2 separate regions of the Ovis aries genome follow, and region 2 is linked to region 1. The links are chromatin contacts, called in public Hi-C maps. All regions are on one chromosome and are shown on one strand. Each heading gives the region's core, a stretch centred on a gene start, on an enhancer-like site or on the middle of the called end of the contact. The rest is flanking DNA. Distances are from core to core; before and after follow the strand shown.

Evidence for each region. A called contact is a pair of places that touch in the nucleus more often than the background predicts.
Region 2: a Hi-C map of muscle shows a contact between it and region 1, with 5 times the contacts expected there. The contact joins two enhancer-like sites. A contact is called at or near these places in 8 of 16 Hi-C or Micro-C datasets (blood, hypothalamus, liver and 4 more).

What each region holds. Positions count from the first base shown.
Region 1 is chr3:133,446,128-133,453,182 of ARS-UI_Ramb_v3.0, reverse strand. No RefSeq gene overlaps it. Among named protein-coding and RNA genes, the nearest start is that of KRT18, 25 kb to the left of the region's middle. Within about 2 kb of position 4,217, at least 8 of the 54 cell types and tissues checked have an H3K27ac peak or open chromatin away from gene starts, as enhancers often do.
Region 2 is chr3:134,242,918-134,249,972 of ARS-UI_Ramb_v3.0, reverse strand. SMIM41 (small integral membrane protein 41) reads left to right here. Exons shown (of 3, transcript XM_060414056.1): 3 at 1-853. Among named protein-coding and RNA genes, the nearest start is that of SMIM41, 21 kb to the left of the region's middle. Within about 2 kb of position 3,077, at least 7 of the 54 cell types and tissues checked have an H3K27ac peak or open chromatin away from gene starts, as enhancers often do.

The sequences.
Region 1 (7,055 bases), core at 2,968-5,467:
CTGATGAACTATGGACGGAGGTTCGTGACATTGTACAGGAGACAGGGATCAAGACCATCCCCATGGAAAAGAAATGCAAAAAGCAAAATGGCTGTCTGAGAGGCCTTACATATAGCTGTGAAAAGAAGAGAGGTGAAAAGCAAAGGAGAAAAGGAAAGATATAAGCATCTGAATGCAGAGTTCCAAAAGAATAACAAGGAGAGATAAGAAAGCCTTCCTCAGTGATCAATGCGAAGAAATAGAGGGAAACAACAGAATGGGAAAGACTAGAGATCTCTTCAAGAAAATTAGAGATACCAAGGGAACATTTCATGCAAAGATGGGCTCAATAAAGGACAGAAATGGTATGGACCTGACAGAAGCAGAAGATATTAAGAAGAGATGGCAAGCATACACAGAAGATTGTACAGAAAGATCTTCACGACCCAGATAATCACGATGGTGTGATTACTCACCTAGACCTGGACATCCTGGAATGTGAAGTCAAGTGGGCCTTAGAAAGCATCACTACGAACAAAGCTAGTGGAGGTGATGGAATTCCAGTTGAGCTATTTCAAATCCTGAAAGATGATGCTGTGAAAGTGCTGCACTCAATATGCCAGCCAATTTGGAAAACTCAGCAGTGGTCACAGGACTGGAAAAGGTCAGTTTTCATTCCAATCCCAAAGAAAGGCAATGCCAAAGAATGTTTAAACTACCACACAATTGCACTCATCTCACACGCTAGCAAAGTAATGCTCAAAATTCTCCAAGCCAGGCTTCAGCAATACATGAACCGTGAACTTCCAGATGTTCAAGCTGGTTTTAGAAAAGGCAGAGGAACCAGAGATCAAATTGCCAACATCCACTGGATCATGGAAAAAGCAAGAGAGTTCCAGAAAAACATCTATTTCTGTTTTATTGACTATGCCAAAGCCTTTGACTGTGTGGATCATAATAAACTGAAAAATCCTGAAAGAGATGGGAATACAGACCACCTGACCTGCCACTTGAGAAAGCTATATACAGGTCAGGAAGCAACAGTTAGAATTGGACATGGAACAACAGACTGGTTCCAAATAGGTAAAGGAGTATGTCCAGGCTGTATATTGTTACCCTGCTTATTTAACTTCTATGCAGAGTACATCATGAGAAGCGCTGGACTGGAAGAAGCACAAGCTGGAATCAAGATTGCCAGGAGAAATATCAATAACCTCAGATATGCAGATGACACCACCCTTACGGCAGAAAGTGAAGAGGAACTAAAAAGCCTCTTGATGAAAGTGAAAGAGGAGAGTGAAAAAGTTGGCTTAAAGCTCAACTCTCATTAGTTTTTTTTAAATTAATTTATTTGACTGCACTCGGTCTTATTTGCAACATGTGAGATCTGGTTCCCAGACCAGGGATGGAACTCAGCTCCCTGCTCTGGGAGCTCAGAATCTTAGCCACTGAATCAGCAGGAGAGTCCCCCTCATTCTCGCTTGAATGAATGAGTGAATGAATGAACAAATAAATGAGTGAATAACCTATCAAGATGGGACGCTGTAAGCAGAACACTTGAGGGAAGGATTAATAAGGAGAGTGAAAGTGTTAGTCCCTCAGTCGTCTCCAACTCCGTGAGACCCCATGGACTGTAGCCCACCAGGCTCTTCTGTCCATGGAATTCTCCAGGCAAGAATACTGGAGTGGCTTGCCATTCCCTTCTCCAGGGGATCTTCCCGACCCAGGGGTCAAGTAAGGAGATTTTTGAAGTTGTCCACAGTCATCTTTTGGGAATTTCTTGGCAGTCCAGTGGTTAAGACTCTGTGCTCTCACTGCCCAGGGCTGGGTTGAATCCCTAGTCAGGGAACTAAGACCTCACGGAGCCTTGTGGCATGGCCAAAAAAAAAAAATCATCTTTCTCCCTCTGTAAACCCTCTTTGTGCAAAGAAATAGAACCCATTGGGAGAATGGTTAAACTTCCTCAGTCTGTGGCCCCACTTCACAGCTGCACACTGTTAGGAAACCTCAGACTTTCCAACAGGCCCCAACGTAAGCCATTCTAGCCAGAAGAAAATCCTGTGTATTACAAAAGCTATCGAATGAATATTAAAGTATGTGGGTTGAATACTTAGCTCATGTAATATAGTTACCGTATTTTTTAATTTCCAGGTACAGAAATTATACAGCCTCCCCCAGTCAGGTAAATAGCCTTTTAATGGGACGTGCTAAAACTATAAATCTTGCTGTCTTTTAGGAATGCGCAGAGCAAATGTTTATTGGCCCCAGGCACCATTTTCCACCTCTCCTTTGAAGGGCTCCCCTGGGGTCGATCCTGCATTCCACACGTGTTCAAGAAAGGAAGGGCAGGTTCCTATTTTTCAGATAGCCTGAACTCCTGGTAGAGACCTTAGCCCTAACTGATTCAAAACAACAGAGTGCTCAAATAAAAATTCAGTCAACAAAGTATGAGACGAGGATATGAGAAAGGTCATGAGCTGAATTCAAAGCCAGGGAATGGCAGGGCAGTAAACGAGACAGGCACTGGGAGCAGTGTGCAATCCAGATGAGAGAATACTGAGAACACCGTCCCCAAGGTCAACCATGGCAGCGACACTAACACCTGCACACAGTGCCCCCCGGCTCCTCTGTCCATGGCACTCTCCCCACCCCAGGGCTCGAGCCCAGGTCTCCCCCACTGCAGGCAGATCCCTTACCATCTAAGCCATCAGGGAAGGTGTCCTCATAACAGGCATTCAATAAACACTTGTCCCTAGCGTCCCAGAGAACCTGCATCTGCTCTTGGCTATGGCAATGGCAAGAGAGCATGGGTAGGCGAATGCCAGGTGTCAGGCAGTCAGCCCATCTCTAGGGAGATAACCTGAGGCTGACAGGAGCATACCTTAGGGCTGAGCTGAGCCAAAAGCACAGACAAAAAGGTCTTGTCCCTGCAGCTGCTATCTAGGATGCCAGCTCCTCAGCTGCCTCAAAATCTCAGACCTAACTAAGGAGGTGACATCCTGCCTGCTGAACATGGCTCTGCTCAGCCAGGGTCTGAGCAAGGGACAGCCAAGGCCTGCTGTCCACCTTAGAGCTTCCTTGGGCCTGTCTGGCACCAGCCCCAGCTTCTCAGGGCTCTCAGATCTCTCTGCTTCTCAGAGCTCTCAGATCTCTCTGCTTCTCAGAGCTCTCAGATCCCTCCATTGGCAGGGCTAAGGGTGGCTGGACTGTGACAGCCCTGGTCAAAGCAAAGTCTTCTTGGGGTCCCCTGGAGCTATCTCTCGTTTGCCACCCCCTCCCAGGCCTCTATCACATCTCCTTAGCCTTTCCTAGCAACTTCTTTGGCTCGTTCAAGCTCCTACCAAGTAATGAAAAATCATCCTTAAAAGGCAGTATCATAATGTTCAAGCCCTTAACCAACAGTTTCAAATTCCAGAAACCTCTGAAGACCAGAATTCTGTTTTGTTTTGCTTGGCTGCGTGGCATGTGGGATCTTAGTTCCTTGACCTAGGATCAAACCCACACTCCCTGCAGCGGAAGTGTGAAGTCTTAACCACTGAACTGCCAGGAAGTCCCTAGAAGTTTTTTTGTAATTTACTTACCTGAAACCCTGACGTGAGGCTGTGTCTAGGTTTTATATATCTCACCTGGGAGGAATGTTCCTACATCTCCCTGATGAAATAGTAAAGTATCTGATTTCATGATTCCAGGGGCCATCTCAACCCCCACTGTGATTTTCTTTAAACATTATATGCACTCCGTTTCCTTTCTAAAATCTAAAAGATTCTGAATTCCAGGAGTCATCTGGACCTCAGGGTTGGGTTCAGTGGTTGTGGACTTGTTGTATCAGCCCAGGCTTAAATTTAGAGCGAACAGATTCCAAGCCTGAACACCTTAGAGCTGATGATGGGCAGGGACCGCAGGAAGACAAGACAGAGTAGGGGGTGGGACAGGGACCGCTCAGGCGGTGACTATTTCCCAACTGAGACACAAGTGCAATGTTTTCATACTTCAACAACTACGAGGCGGCCCGGGGGCATACCTGCTGCCCAGCAGCCGTGGCCTCACCCTTTCAGCAGTCCGACCTTGAGCAATGCAATCTCCTCACCTGGGTTGCTTCATCCTTTAAGTGAACCCACCTTGGAGGAGCTCCGGCTGGGGACAAAACGAACTGAAACTGAAGGAACTCAGAGGGTAAGGACTACTCGAAGTGTTCCTTCACCCAGTGAAGTCTTCCTGGACCATCCTGTACTGCCAGGCCCCTGCGGGCAAAACTGTATAAGTTACAGGGTGAACTCAAGGAGAGATAGGATGTGCACACACACACACAATTAAAAGTGAAGATCAAAGTAAGATCTCCAGGGAGAGGAGAGTTTGGGGTGGAGAAAAGAAAGCTTGGGAGGTAAGAAAAGCGCCCAGGGCGGTGTCAGGAGACGTGGGTTGGGCCAGGCTGACTCACTAGGCAACTCTAATGTGGCTCTTTCCCCTCTGGGTCATTTTCCTCACTGACAAAATGTAGGTTAGTCTTCAGTGTCCTCTGAGTTCCCTTCTGCTTTCTATGATCTGAGGGCCTGTCACTCAGGAGAAGAGAAATTAGACCTGGTCTTTGTAACTCGCTATGAATGGTCTTCCCTTGTGGCTCAGCTGGTAAAGAATCCGCCTGCAATGCTGGAGGCCTGGGTTCGATCCCTGGGTTGGGAAGATCCCATGGAGAAGAGAAGGGCTACTCAGTGCAGTATCCTGGCCTAGAGAATTCCATGGACTGTATAGTCCATGGCCTCGCAAAGAGCAGGTGGACACGAGTGAGCTACTTTCACTTCACTTGTAACTCCCAGAGGAGCAAAGCATGTGTATTGCAGTTGACCCCCAGAAGTCAACAAGGCATGGGTCTGGGGTCACAAGAGAGAAAGGAGATATTCTGGGGAGCCTCTGTGATTAGACTGAGCCTCTGGGATATACCCCTGAACCCTGTAAGCTAGCCCCAAACCATCCACCACCTTGCTCTTGAATTTCTGCCCTCCATTTCTCCATTCCCCATCCCCACTTTTCCGCCTCCCTCCCGGTGGACTGAGGTCGCAGTGTGCTATGCAGAAGTCAGGTGGTACCAAGGAACTAAACCCTTCCCTGTAAGATGCCAGGCCCTGTGGTCCAGAATAGTTCACCCTGTCCTGTGCCACCCGGGAGGCAGGGAAGCTCCACTGTGGACAGAAGCATTCGCACAGTGTAGACCCAAGGTCTGGAGAATCCCTGGGTCGAGAGATGGGGGCACGTGTCTCAGCCCCACGCCTCCTGGTCCTCCTGGACCAAACACTCCCGGGTCTGCTGGGACAACAGCAACAGCAGAGGCTGAGGAGTGGGGGAGATAAGAGTGCATGGGACCCTTACCTCTCTACTCTGGGACCCTTACTTCTCTAATCTGTAAATCCACACCTGTCCCCTATCATCACTCCCTCCCCTAACAGATACCTTCAGTGACGTCCCATTGTTGAAAGCATACAATCCGACCTCCTTATCCTTGCATTCCATCTCTCCTACGACCCTGTGTTTGTCTCCCTACTTAGCCTGCCTGTCTCCTCTTCAAACTCTTTGTTCCCTCGCAATGCTTCCTCAGCTCCCTCCTGACGCTTCTCTGTCCCCGCTACTCTTCTCTTTCCTGGTCCACACGTCCATCAAGGCTCAGCACTAAGGACACCTCCTCCCTGAAGCCTTCCCCACAGCTCTGGCACCGGATAACTGGTGCCCTCTCATTAAGACCTCTGGCTGAGATTGTCCGTTTAGTTCTGGGGTGCCTGCTCCCGTATGTTGGCTGGAATTGCTTCTTTGAATGAATGTGTTTTGGCTCTATGATGCCATCTGCTCTACTCCCCAAGAAGACAGAGGGTAGAAAAGCCCACAGCAGGGGTCAGTTATCCCCAGGCCAAACCCAGGAGATGTTCATATGATGCTGAACGTGAGATGTTCCCCTCCAGACTCAGAGGCACAGGCCCCAAATAAGGCGAGGAAGCCATAGAGATGCAAAGAGACCCAAAGTTGGAGGCAAGGCCTGAAGTTGGGGGCAAGGAAAGCACTTGGGAAACAAAGATTCACTCTCCCCAGGAAAGAGGATAAACTGCAGGGACTAAAGGGGGCAGAAACTAGTTCCTGGGAAAGAATGTGTTATTCATCCTAGAAGAAAGAAAATGGGAGCTTCCTGGAGGGGAGGGGTACTGATCTTATCTGACATTTACATTCCAGAGGCCCCTTGCTGCTGCTTTTCATCTTAATTAGAAAATACCTGAGGATCCCCGCTAAGTGCTCTGAGAAAGGAATTCAGGCACCTCTCCTGACCCCCACCCCAGCCTGGCCCCCCTCACCTCTGACCTCCAGGCTTGCTGTGTGGATAGACTGGTAGGAGCCGGGCATTGCCTGCATTTCTGTTTCTTCGTCCACATTGGGTGGATCCTTTAAGCTCCTTGAGAGATAATATGAGGGGGTCTGGGAACTGTCAGGACTCCACTCCTGCAGGAAAAAAAAAAAAACAGTGCCAACCCCCTCATCGCCCTTCCTTCACCACATGGTATAGGGTGCTGACACTTCACCCATTCATCCATCTGGCTGTCCATTCAAAGTAATTTATTAAGGCCTGTTATATATGTGCCAGGCACAGTGCCGGGGCACAGACGCTCTGTTTTCAATAATATATGACAAAAGCTATAATCCAGCTATATATATACTATGAGTGCATGGAGACAAAACTTTGTCTTGCAGATGTCCCAAAAGCGCTGACATTTGAGCTGGTCCTTGAAGGATCCGTCCAAGGCGGTGCTAAGATAGGGCACTGCATGTTTAGGAAAGAGCATGAGCCACGGTCTGGACTCCATCCCTTCTTAAACAGCATCAACTGGCCTTCCTCTCCCTCCTCCGTCAGATTTCTTTCTCACTCTCAAACGTGTCCTAGTGGCACGCATCTTAAGACAGGCCCCCGGACCACATCCCCTTTTTGAGTTCTCCGCTCCTTTCCACAGGCTCTCCCCTCCCTTGCCCCCACTCACTCCTCGTCCCACTCCAGGCTGGCCAGGGCTCCCATGAGGGCTGCACCAGCCAAGGTTCCAAGAAAT
Region 2 (7,055 bases), core at 1,828-4,327, 800 kb before region 1:
ATGTGTGTATGTCCTTGAACTCAACAGTTCCATCGGAAGCCTCCAGCTCCCTACCTCTCCAGCGGCCAGCTGCTGCCTCCACCCAGGATTTTATAAGCACCTAATTCCCTGAATCCCACTCCTTTTTAAGACCTAGATGGGCTTGTTTCCTACTCTGCTGGTACAGTAGGTATACAGAAGAAGCTGGTTTGAATGGAATACAGAATGCTGAATCTGTTCCTAACAGAGACCTTTGGGTCTGAGAGAGAGAGGGACACAGTAGATTGGAGGAGAGGAGGTGGGGGACCCTCAGAGGGACAAGGTTGGACAGGAGTCCTGTTTCTCTGAAGTAAGGGGGATGAGGGGCAGTGGATACAGGTGTAGGTGAGGCAGAAGCTTGAGAGAGGACAACCAAATGGTGACCTTGCCAAGTTTACCCCTGGACCTCAGATGCCCTGCTTCTTTACTCCCCTTCCTCTTTCCGGGTATTCAGTCAGGATGGAGTTTTAGTGAAAACCAGTGGTCCAGGCATACCCTCTGCTTCTCAGCCACTGTTGCTCTCTGGAAAGGTCTGGTGGGCTCACCGGTTGACACTGAGGTGTAAGAAGGGTCAGGCCTACAGCACAGTCTGAAGGGCAGCTGGGGCCCGGGGGGCTTGTTTTAGAATAAAGTCTCTTCAAGATTAAAGACCTAGAACTTCTCTGGCTGCTCACTGGTTGGGATTTTGCCTTCCAATGTAGGGGGTGTGGGTTTGATCCCCATTCGGGGAACTAAGATTCTACATGCCTCATGGCCAAAAAATCCAAAACATAAAACAGAAACAATATTGTAACAAATTCAATAAAAACATTAAGAATGGTCCCTGTCAAAAAAATCTCTTTTAAAAAAAAGATCAAAGACTAAAGCTCTTCAGGGGAATTTGGGCATCTGCTATTGGAAGAGGAGTTGGTTTTTGACATTCAAACACTCTGGAATCAGAGAGAGAAGTCAACTGAAGAGATACCCTCAGGTATTATGGGACTTGGCCCCTAAAAATATGGCCTCCAATTCTTTGACACTCTTCCTTTTGAAATGGGATTTACATTCGTTCCCTCCTTAAAACTGGATGGGCTTGAGACCACTGCACCAGTTGGCGCGGTGGACACAATACCATGTGACCTGTAAAGTGTTAGCCGCTCAGTTGTGTCTGACTCTTTGTAGCCCCATGTAGCCTGCCTGCTCCTCTGTCCATGGACTTCTCCAGGCAAGAATACTGGAGTGGGCAGCCACTCCCTTCTCCAGGGGATCTTCCTGACCCAGGAATCAAACCTGGGTCTCCTGCATTGGAGGCGGATTCTTTACCGCCTGAGCCCTTGTGATCTTTAAAGTTAGGTCATAAAGGCCAGGCAGCACTAGCTGGATCTCTGGGAACACTGCTTTTCTGACGTTCCTCTCTGGATGCTTCCTCTTGGGACCCAGCTGTCATCTGTAAGCAGCCACCTGAAGAGGCTCGAGAAGATCCTCCAGTTGAGGGGGCCAGCCCAGTTCAGCTTTTGAATCATCTGGTCCAGACACATGAAGAAAGAAGCTGGAGTGATGATGGCTCCAGCCCCAGACATCCATCCAAACCCCAGCCTCCACCTCGCCACACACCCTGTCCCAACCCCCTGACCCATAGATTCTCTGAACACAATAAACCAGAAGATGTTTATGCTACTGACGTGGAAGATGTTGGAAATGTTGTGGCAGCTGCCTGCAGCCTGGGGTCACTGCCCTCATAAGTGCCCTTCTTCTGTGGGGAAGCCCCCGTGTCCCATACTTGGTGCGCTGTTGGGGAACCAGGCCTTGATAGAATCACAAAGTTCACCCGCACTTTGTGAGCCCTGCAGACTGACTGGCACAGCCCGTCACTCCGACTTGGGGCCTCTGGGCTCGGACTCCTGGCAGACGTATCAAGACATCTCCTGCAGACGGGGTCTCTCCCACCCAGAGAACGGCTTGTCTGCGCTGGGGTCAGTGGTGAGTAATTCTCAGTTTTGTAGGGGGAGCAGGCAGACCTGGATTTGAGACTGGCTCCACCTCTGCTGCCTTGAGCCCTTGTGCAGATTTGGCCACGTCTCCGAGCCTCAGTTTCCCCATCTGTCAAGTGTGTGGTCCCTTGCGGACCCCATATGTCAAGTGGCTGTGATGTGTGAAAAGCTGCGGTGGGAACAGCCATCCTTCTGCGTGGGAACTGGCCTCGGGGGAGACCGCTTGGTTGAACCCGGTGTCCAGGGACAAAAGGCAATGGCTTTTCCCCTGAGTTCGCTGGGGTATTAGTCGGGTTATCCATTCTCCATGCATCAGAGACTCAAAATAACAGTGACTTAAACAGATGAAACATGATTTTCTGTCCTATATCGTCTGGCAGGAACATTCCAGGACTGGTGGGGCAGCTACACAGAGCCGAGTCTCAGGCTTTTCCTGTTGCTCCACAGCTGCCGGTGAGCACCATCCATGCTGACTTCCACCATCCATGCTGACTTCCACCATCCACACTGACTTCCAAATCTGGCTTCCAGCCAGTGGAAGGGGAAGTGGTGGAGAGAGGGTATCCCCCAACGTGGAGGCCGGACTCACAACCTCCACTCACCTCCTGCTGGCTGTGCTCAGGCACGTGGCAATAGCTGGGAGCCTGGGGTGCTGGGAAGCACAAGGGCACCCATGTGCCCAACGACAGATCAGGGCTCCACTGCTTCTGCAGAAGAGGAGAGCAGGCATGAGGGCAGAGCAAAGAAAGTGTCTACTGTAGTGGGCATGGGGGACGCAGGGCCTGGCCCCAACCATCCTTCTGCCCACCTTCCCAACCAACTCGGCTGTTGAGGGCATTGAGCCAGGAGCAGCACTGTAGATACAAAAACACTAGACCCTGCTCTCAGGGAACATGATTTTTCACAAACCGAAGCTGGTGGAGGATGTTTAGGGCGTGGCTTTGAAGGTCCCTGTTGTCCATCCAGGCCTGAGTCTCCGAGTTCTGGCCAGTCTGTTCCTGAAACACGCTGGTCCCTCCCCTGGAGGATGCTCCCTCCCTGAGTGTGGCTGAGTGCGGTGTCCTTGACACTGACCAACAGTTGCATAAAATACTTTCCTTTTCTGCAAAAACAGTTTTTCAGGACATAGCGGACCACATCACTCAGTGTTCCCAATACCCAGGACCGTGTGAGCAACTTTCACTAGAGTTCATTATAAAGGAAAACTGTTCCCACTGAGAAAAGAGCCTGCTTCCTGCAGATTGTAACACATCAGACTTCCCCTTCCGCCCTGGCTGCCCCGAGGCGTAATCACAGCATCTGCGGCCACTCAGTTAGCCTTGGACAATCTCGCTTTCCTGTGGGCCCAGCATTGTAGTTCTCTGTGTTGGTCTTACTGTTCCGTCTTTAGTACTTGTTGCCTCCCACCTTCTCTCTAGAAAGAAGTGGGTTATCATTAGTGATGAAACAGAAAGCTGCTGCCTGCTGCTAAGTCGCTTCAGTCGTGTCCGACTCTGTGCGACCCCATAGATGGCAGCCCACCTAGGGCCCCTTAATTGGGAAGAAAATAAAACTGGTGATTGCGAAGGGTAGTCTTATCGCTGTACCTGAGAGTCAGTGTTGACTCCAGTTTCCCAGCAGCTGGGGCAGAAAAGGGGTGGCTACCAGGCCTCAGAAAGCAGGAAGCAGAGCAGGGAGCCCTCGGCGGCGCCTGCAGCGATTGTGGGCACGGGCACTCATCTCGGCCGCATCACGCAGCAGCTGTGTGACCCCGAGTGAATCACTTCTCTGTGCGTCGGTGTCGTAATCAGGATGGCTTCTGGCTTCATCACTTCGATCTCTGCTTCTGCCTTCACATTACCATCTCCTTTTCTATGCGCCCACGCCTCCTCCTCTGTAGCGAATCAGGACACTTGTCGTTAGAGTTAGGGCCCACCTAGATAATCCAGGATGATCTCAACTTTATGATCTTTAACTTAATTGTATGTGCAAAGACACTTTAGCTAAATATGGTCAGATTCACAGATTCTGGGATGTGGGCATACCTTTTGGGGGCCACCATTCAATCCGCTACAAGGACTAAAGTTTGGACCTGAGCAATGCATCTCTTAGGGTGAGACCAGTCCTTAGACAGGAGATGTGTGGGGGTGTTCTTCTGGTGGGAGAAGTAGGCTCCTAAAACCTCCACCTCGTGGAGGTAGCTTTCCATGGAGCCGCTGCCGGCGTGTGGAGATACAAGCTTCTATGGGTGGAGGTTGGGCTTCTTGTCCTGGGTCTCTTGTGGCCCCTCAGGGCCCAGTGGGCGCTCTGTACACACCACCCTGGACTGATTAACTCCCACCTCCTTTGGCAGGGGGAGGGTTGGCCACATGACTCACTGGACAGACTCACAGCAGAGACAAACTCAAGGGGTCACTCCTTTCTCCCGCTCCTCACCCCTCCCAGCACAGGCCTATGCAGCCGGCTCACTGGCCAGCCTCAGTGCTCTCTCTGCTCCTAGCACCTAGCACACAGCGACCACTTTGATGGGGCAATCTCCTGCTCAAACACCTGCCATGGCTCCTCCTGAGTCAAATCTAAACCCGCTCCAGGCCTGCCACCATGGTGGACCAAGCTACTTGTCCAGCCTGAGAATCCAGAATTCCTTTCTGTTTATTCTCTTAGTCATGACCGACTCTTTTTCAGCCCCTATGGACTGCCAGGCTCCTCTGTCCATGGGATTTCCCAGGCAAGAATACTGGAGTGGGTTGCCATTTCCTCCTCCAGGGGATCTTTCCGACTCAGGGATTGAACTTGCGTCTCCTGCATTGACAGGAGGTTTCTTTACCACTGAGCCCCCAGGATTCCTTTGTAAAAATTCATCCCTTTCTTGCTGTTCCCCAAGCCTCTGTGCTTTTCCTGACTCTGTTCCCTCCTCCTGGGATGAGTCTCTTCCTTCTAGCTGTCAACCTCTAGCGCTCTTAAAGGCCCAGCTCTGTGCCTCTGCCTCCTGGCCGCTTTCCCAGCTTGTCTGAGATAGCAGTGATCCCTTTGTCTCCTTCCTTCCCTCTTATGACATCTCCCACTCTCCTTCTTGTCCTGTTGTTTGTTGTCAGGACTCATTTCCCATAGAGTCACCTCTCTGCTGGAAGGAGCCACGTCTAACTCACTTTTGGATTCCCAGCGCCCCACACAGTGCTGAGCACATAGTAGGTGCTTTTGTTATTGTTTAGTCTTAAAGTCAGTTGGGCTCTTTTGTGACCCCATGCACTGTATCCTTCCAGGCTCCTCTGACAATGGGATTTTCCAGGCAAGAATACTGGAGTGGGTTGCCATTTCATCCTCCAGGGGACTTTTCCCGACTCAGGGATCAAACCTGTGTCTCCTGCATTGCAGGCGGATTCTTTACTATTGAGCCACCAAGAAGCCCTCTTGCTATTTTCCAAATGTGTAAAATATCCATTGTAGATTTTCACATTAAACTTTGGTGACTCAAAGCCCAGAGTTCTCAGGACAGAACTGCCTGCAGCTTCTTGACCTTGGGGCTTAGTTCTATTCTCTGTGTGGCTGGTGTGTGGCCTCAAACCGAGATTTCCCTGTGGGGCTGTATTCAGGCTCTTGGTGGTTCCTTGTGGGTACACCTGAGTGCTGACAAAGTAGGTCTCAAACATTGTGAAGTTTGTCAAAAAGAAGTAATATATTTTAAAGAAAATATTTCATATCTATAAAAATTATATACAAAGTTTAACAGAGAATAAATTGAACAGCCACGTCAGAATGACCATCCTAAGGAAAAGAATGTTGCCAATATTGTGAGTGATACACCCTTACATGCCTCCCCCAACAAGGTCTGTTTCAAGCCTACCAAACTCCAGGTGCAGGGACAATTTAACAGTGTTCAGGGACTGTATGAAGCTGTCTGGCCGAGCATCAGATTTCAAAACTCTTGAAGTCACCTGTGTTCACATAAAGAAGCAGCAGCAACTTTTAGGGATACAGTTCTACATGGAGACGTGTTCTGGCTGGTAACTAGATGAAGCGGGTGTGCAGTCATACTGCAGTACTGAGTGACACCTGCGTGGTGGGAGGTGGTTCATGCTTGATGCTTGACATTCTAACAGGCAGTCCTTCTGAATCCCTACAAGGCGGCGGGGGTGGAGGTGGGGGGCGAGGAGGGAGGAAGCTGGGGTGGGGGCGGGGTGGGGCGGGGTGTGTGCTTAAACTGCTGAAGTGCATATTTCTGCCCCTAGATGGCGCCACAGGACAGTACCCCTTCCCACCTGAGCGATCCGTTTGGCGGAGATGACAGAAGCCAGAAATCAGAGAAACCCTTTGCAAGAGAGAAACCCTTTCAACTGGGGAACGAAACACTAGCCGACGCTTAAAACAGGCAGTGAGTTGCTAACTCCCGCAGCTTGCTCTTCTCTGCGTGAACTCTGATTGACCATAGGGTCTGCAGGACTCTGGGCCAATGCATAGGTGAAGATGACAGAGCCCAGTTTTGAGGACGTTGGGGATAACAAAAGGATTTTATTACACATAAAGTGTGTTCAGACACTGGAACATGTCTGACACATCGTAAATGCTCGATGAAACTCGCTGTTCTTTTCCTTTTCAATTGGTATTGCAGGAACTTGTCATAGCCCCTGAGGGCAGGGACCCCAGCTTGCTTCTCACCTCTGCACCCCAAGTGCCAGGCGGGTGATTAGTTAGCTCATTCTGTCTCCACCTGCTCCCATCTCATGGAGAATGGAGCTGCTGTCTACCATGTGGCTTCAGAGAAGACCAGGCTGGGACCAAGGTGGAGGTGGCTGGTTGAGCAGTCCAAGCATAGGCTGGGCTTCCTGGTGAGAGATTGGGCTCCTGGGTCGGGGAGGTGCACAGAAGGCTGCAGAGGGGACCCTGGCTGACGGCTGGACTGTGTGGCCCTGCCTGGGGGTCGTGTTTCTAAGTGAAAAGCAGATTAACCGTTGCTGGGGCCTTTGCCGTCCTGCGGTTGTGAGAAGGGCTGGGGAGGTCCGAGGGGTGCAGGAGAAGAAGCTCCCTTGGTGAGGGTGGGAAGGGTCAGGGAGCAGGGAGAGGAGGGGAAGGGCAGGCCTTGAAGCTCCT